Linked DNA regions of Rattus norvegicus: region 2 is linked to region 1. A link is a contact called in public Hi-C data. All regions are on one chromosome and are shown on one strand. Each heading gives the region's core, a stretch centred on a gene start, on an enhancer-like site or on the middle of the called end of the contact. The rest is flanking DNA. Distances are from core to core; before and after follow the strand shown. Region 1 holds the start of Arid1a (AT-rich interaction domain 1A). Region 2 has its middle 62 kb from the start of Rps6ka1.

Region 1 (2,700 bases), core at 80-2,579:
ACACTGAGGTTCTTCCAGTCCCTGGAGCCTTTTCTGTGGGCTTGTTTACATCTTCAAGGTACTTTTGGAGATTGGGGCTACTGGCCATTGTGAGCTAGGTTCCCTTAGGAAGTGCTAATGGAGCTTGGTTTGCCTGGAGGACTGTCTTAAGCCCCCAAAGCATCAGTAGCCACCATTTTAAGAGAAGTGGTGGGATGACCACGTTCGATTTCAAACCTCCTGACACTGATCCTGTTGTTGGATTTGTTCACAACGTAAGTGCCTCTCTTTTCTCCTTTCCTCCTTTTCTCAGGCTAAGTAGACAAGATGCAGCTTTGGCGACTCCACTTTTTATAGCTACACTCTTCTGCCCTCTGACTTTAAGTGACCTGGGCAGTCCTCTCTCTCTTCTGTCTGTTGGTAAAATGGGGGATAATCCAGACCTCATGCCCCCAAGGCCTTGTCAGGGAGGGCTAATGAGGGCAGGGCATGGAGAACCGATAGTTTGAACAATGGTCAGTCCTCCTTTGGGGCTAGCCAAAGGGGGCAAAAAGCAGGGCTCACTCAGCTGGGTCTCAAGAGCAGGTCTGCAAAAGGCTTTGAAGAAGAAAAGTGCTGCGGAGGTGCTAAGTCGCAGCCAAGAGACCAGGCCCTGTGCCAGGGGGTCAGGTCCCGGCCGCTGCGGCCGCGGTTTCGGGCTCAGGCCAATTTTGCAGGCGCGGGTAAAGTTCACGCGGCCCGCTCCCTTCAGATCGGCCAGGAGGGGACAGGCCAGGATGGGAACGCCGCGAGAGAGGCGGCGCAGGCTCCGGAGGCGCGGGCTCCGGGCCGGGTTTTCCCCGAAGCCTTCGGCGGCGGCGCTGCCGAGCGAAAGAGGCTGAGGGCTTGCCGCCGCCGCGGCTCGTTCTCTCCCCTCCTCCTTTGTGAGGGGAAGGGAGCGAGTCCATTCCACGGCCTGCGCCCGCTCCGCGCTCCACTCCGGGTTTTTCAGGCGGCCGCGACGGCGCTGGGTAAAATGGCAGTGCTGAGCCTCGTGTCGGAGTGAGGGGGACTCGGAGGAGAGTGGGGCGCTCTAGCTGCTCAGTCCCGCCGCCCGCCCGCCCGCCCGCCCGCCCGCTCGTTCGCTCGCCTGCCGCCGCCGCGCAGCAGCCTCGGCCCGAGCCGCGGCCGGGGAGGCGAGGCAGGGCGCCCGCCGGAGCAGCGCTCCTACTCTGCCTCCCGGCGCCCCGTCCGCCGCCGCGCGCCCTCCAGCCCGCCCGTCCCGGGTCCCCCCTCCCCCCCGCTCCCTCCCTCCTTTCCCGCCCCCTCCCCCTCGCCTCCCTCCCTCCCTCCCTCCTCCTTTCTCCGGCAGCAGAAAGCGGAGAGTCACAGCGGGGCCAGGCCCTGGGGAGCGGAGCCTCCACCGCCCCCCTCATTCCCAGGCAAGGGCTTGGGGGGAATGAGCCGGGAGAGCCGGGTCCCGAGCCGACAGAGCCGGGAGCAGCTGAGCCGCCGGCGCCTCGGCTGCCGCCGCCGCCTCCTCCTCCTCCTCCGCCGCCAGCCCGGAGCCTGAGCCGGCGGGGCGGGGGGGAGAGGAGCGAGCGCAGCGCAGCAGCGGAGCCCCGCGAGGCCCGCCCGGGCGGGTGGGGAGGGCAGCCCGGGGGACTCGGCCCCGGGGCGGGGTGGGAGGGGGGAGAAGACGAAGACAGGGCCGGGTCTCTCCGCGGACGAGACAGCGGGGATCATGGCCGCGCAGGTCGCCCCCGCCGCCGCCAGCAGCCTGGGCAACCCGCCGCCGCCGCCCTCGGAGCTGAAGAAAGCCGAGCAGCAACAGCGGGAGGAGGCGGGGGGCGAGGCGGCGGCGGCAGCGGCCGAGCGCGGGGAAATGAAGGCAGCCGCCGGGCAGGAAAGCGAGGGCCCCGCTGTGGGGCCGCCGCAGCCGCTGGGAAAGGAGCTGCAGGACGGGGCCGAGAGCAATGGGGGTGGCGGCGGCGGCGGAGCCGGCAGCGGCGGCGGGCCCGGCGCGGAGCCGGACCTGAAGAACTCGAACGGGAACGCGGGCCCTAGGCCCGCCCTGAACAATAACCTCACGGAGCCGCCCGGCGGCGGCGGCGGCAGCAGCGACGGGGTGGGGGCGCCTCCTCACTCAGCCGCGGCCGCCCTGCCGCCCCCAGCCTACGGCTTCGGGCAACCCTACGGCCGGAGCCCGTCTGCCGTCGCCGCCGCGGCGGCCGCCGTCTTCCACCAACAACATGGCGGACAACAAAGCCCTGGCCTGGCAGCGCTGCAGAGCGGCGGTGGCGGGGGCCTGGAGCCCTACGCCGGGCCCCAGCAGAACTCGCACGACCACGGCTTCCCCAACCACCAGTACAACTCCTACTACCCCAACCGCAGCGCCTACCCCCCGCCTCCCCAGGCCTACGCGCTGAGCTCCCCGAGAGGTGGCACTCCGGGCTCCGGCGCGGCGGCCGCGGGCTCCAAGCCGCCTCCCTCCTCCAGCGCCTCTGCCTCCTCGTCGTCTTCGTCCTTCGCTCCGCAGCGCTTCGGGGCCATGGGGGGAGGCGGCCCCTCAGCGGCCGGCGGGGGAACTCCCCAGCCCACCGCCACCCCCACCCTCAACCAACTGCTCACGTCGCCCAGCTCGGCCCGGGGCTACCAGGGCTACCCCGGGGGCGACTACGGCGGCGGGCCCCAGGACGGGGGCGCGGGCAAGGGCCCGGCGGACATGGCCTCGCAGTGCTG
Region 2 (2,700 bases), core at 3-2,502, 75 kb before region 1:
GATCCGATGCCCTCTTCTGGTGTGTCTGAAGACAGCTACAGTGTACTCACATATAATTAATACATTTTTTTTTAAAAAAGAAAGATGGAGGAGATGAAGGATATTGAGTTCAAGATAATCCTCTGTGTTCTCTATATTGAATATTAAAACTGAAGAAACAGTCTCAATTACCTCAATTTCCTTGGGTCTGCAGAAACATAAGTTCAAAATCCATGAACCAGCCTGTGTTTGCTTGCTTTTCTCTTCGTTTTTGTTTTTGTTTTGTTTTGTTTTGTTTTTGAGACAGGATCTCATGTAGCCTAGGCTGGGCTGGAAGTATGTAGCCCAGGATAACCTTGCACTTTGGATCCTCAAGCCTCATCTTCTCTTTATCTTTTTTTTTTTTTTCTTTTTTTCGGAGCTGGGGACCGAACCCAGGGCCTTGCACTTGCTAGGCAAGTGCTCTACCGCTGAGCTAAATCCCCAACCCCTTCTCTTTATCTTTAAAAATAAACTGTTTGCCCAATCTGGGGTTGGGGGTCAGTAGGATCAGGGGTCAGCAGAGCTAACACAGTCCTGTACACACTTCGTCAAGTTTAGTGTAAGCGGTGGTAAACAGTTTGTTCAAGAGAATTTTTTAAAAAAATTATCTATTTATTCTATATAAGTGTCTTCAGCCACACCAGATCCCATTACAGATGGTTGTGAGCCACCATGTGGTTGCTGGGAATTGAACTCAGGTCCTCTGGAAGAGCGGTCAGTGCTCTTTTTTTTTTTTTTTTTTTTTTTTTTTTTTTTTTTTTTTCTTTTTTTTTCCGGAGCTGGGAATCGAACCCAGGGCCTTGCGCTTCCTAGGCAAGCGCTCTACCACTGAGCCAAATCCCCAACCCATGTCAGTGCTCTTCTTAACCGCTGAGCCATCTCTCCAGCCCCTAACAAGCTCTTAATAATAGCACTTCCCCTCTGCCTTCCTGTGGAAAGCCTTGTGACATCAGTTCTTTATTCTTTTTTTTTTTTTTTTTTGGTTCTTTTTTTCGGAGCTGGGGACCGAACCCAGGGCCTTGCGCTTGCTAGGCAAGCGCTCTACCACTGACCTAAATCCCCAACCCCTCAGTTCTCTATTCTTGACATTTATTTCATAGTTTTATTTGGACTATTCATTCTATTTCTTTTCCTGACATACAGGAAACCTTTCAGTTACAATCCCTGTGTGTACGTAGCACCGTCTGTGCGGAAGTCAGAGGGCAACCAGTGGGCGTTGGTGCGATCCACCCACGTGGGTCGCGGGGATTGAACTCAGTTCTTAGGCTTGCCAGAAAGTGCCTTTACACACTGAGGCATCTCACCGACCCACGTTCCATTTTTATGAGTACCTCTGTTCATATAACAAACCAGTAAACCGTTGAAAGGGAGGGGGCGGACAGACAGAGAGACAGGCAGGTGGGTGGGCGGGCAGACAGACAGACAGGAAATAGGAGAGAAAGAGGCAGAAAGGTTTTGACTACATCAAAACCCTTCCCTTAGATGGGCGCTTTCGTCCCTATTTCCCTGCTGTTCTCCTTTTGACCAACAGGTGGCAGGCTAATCCCACAACAGGCGATCATGACTTTATTTAATCGCAATGAGAAGAAAATTGCTTCTTTTCCCACACGTATTTCTTTCCCCAGATAAACAGCGCGGTGAGCATCTGCCTGCTTATCAAGGAAGTGAGTCCCGTAAGAAGGTCGCTTTTCAGGCGAGGGACACGAGGGTCGCCAACACCGACTCTGAGCTTCGGGTTACAACACTGCAGATAAGCAAGTCCCTTAGAAAGGAGCCAAGGTTGCTTTAAAGTTCATTGTTAAAAATTCCACATAATCTACATTTCCCCAGTTAATAATCATAAAAAGTTTATAACCAGAAGTCACGGAGGCCCTTCTGTTGTAATTGCTAGGGTTTCAGAGTTAATGGAACACCCTTCTCACGGAGGAAAAGTTTTGGAAGCTAGCCCCCTTCCAGAAGCCCTCTACCCACCCTCCATGAGCTGCTCTCCCTCAGGAATCGCTTCCCAGCCCCTCACAAAATTGCCAGGGTAATTGACTCTTCCTGGGATGAGTTTGACTTCCCACCCTGATTTGGTAACAGACTTTGTTTTGGCGAGGTGAGGCTCTTTGTTTGCAAATGCACAATAAAAATGGCTTTTGAGTGACTTCAGAGGACGCTTTCTGGTGCCAATAGCAGATTCCAAAGCAGCTATTATCCCCGACGTGGGGGATCGGGTCCCTCGAGACTGTTTAAGTATCGGTTTTCAAAGTGCTTGGAACCTGCAATGTCTTCTGTGGTATATTTGCAGGTGCATAGTTGGCCCGGTGCTCCCGGATTGTAAAGGCCGCCTTGCTGTGGTAGCCGTAGACAGATTGAGCCTCTTGCTAAAATTGAGGGCTGCAATTCCGATAACAAATCTGATTCTAACTCTCCCGTGTCACTTCAGCCCAAAGGTGCCTTTGTCTCCCAAGAAAAAGAGGGTCGAAGTGAGTGAATGGCCCTTCAGCAGAGCCATGTGGAAAACATTGCCGAGGGACACTTTTGTCCTGAGAGTGGAGGTTTAGGGCTGGTGTGTGTGAAGTGAGTTTTCTTTGTTCGCGGCCAACCTGCCTGAATGCGTGCGAGGCGGCGGAGGTGACGGCAAAACGCTTTAAAAGTGGCCTGCAGTGGGAAACTCGGAGCGCACAATGGCGTTAT

Evidence for each region. A called contact is a pair of places that touch in the nucleus more often than the background predicts.
Region 2: a Hi-C map of Schwann cells shows a contact between it and region 1, with 4 times the contacts expected there. The contact joins the enhancer-like site here to the promoter of Arid1a in region 1. A contact is called at or near these places in 8 of 12 Hi-C or Micro-C datasets (the A7r5 cell line, the Rat2 cell line, Schwann cells and 4 more) and 1 of 1 datasets of contacts at active chromatin or transcription factors (oligodendrocytes).

What each region holds. Positions count from the first base shown.
Region 1 is chr5:151,264,015-151,266,714 of GRCr8, reverse strand. Arid1a (AT-rich interaction domain 1A) reads left to right here and starts at 1,329. Exons shown (of 20, transcript NM_001401279.1): 1 at 1,329-2,700. The coding sequence starts at 1,703.
Region 2 is chr5:151,339,048-151,341,747 of GRCr8, reverse strand. No RefSeq gene overlaps it. Among named protein-coding and RNA genes, the nearest start is that of Rps6ka1, 62 kb to the left of the region's middle. Within about 2 kb of position 1,252, at least 10 of the 93 cell types and tissues checked have an H3K27ac peak or open chromatin away from gene starts, as enhancers often do. A contact at or near this core is called in the A7r5 cell line, Schwann cells and liver, where this site is marked.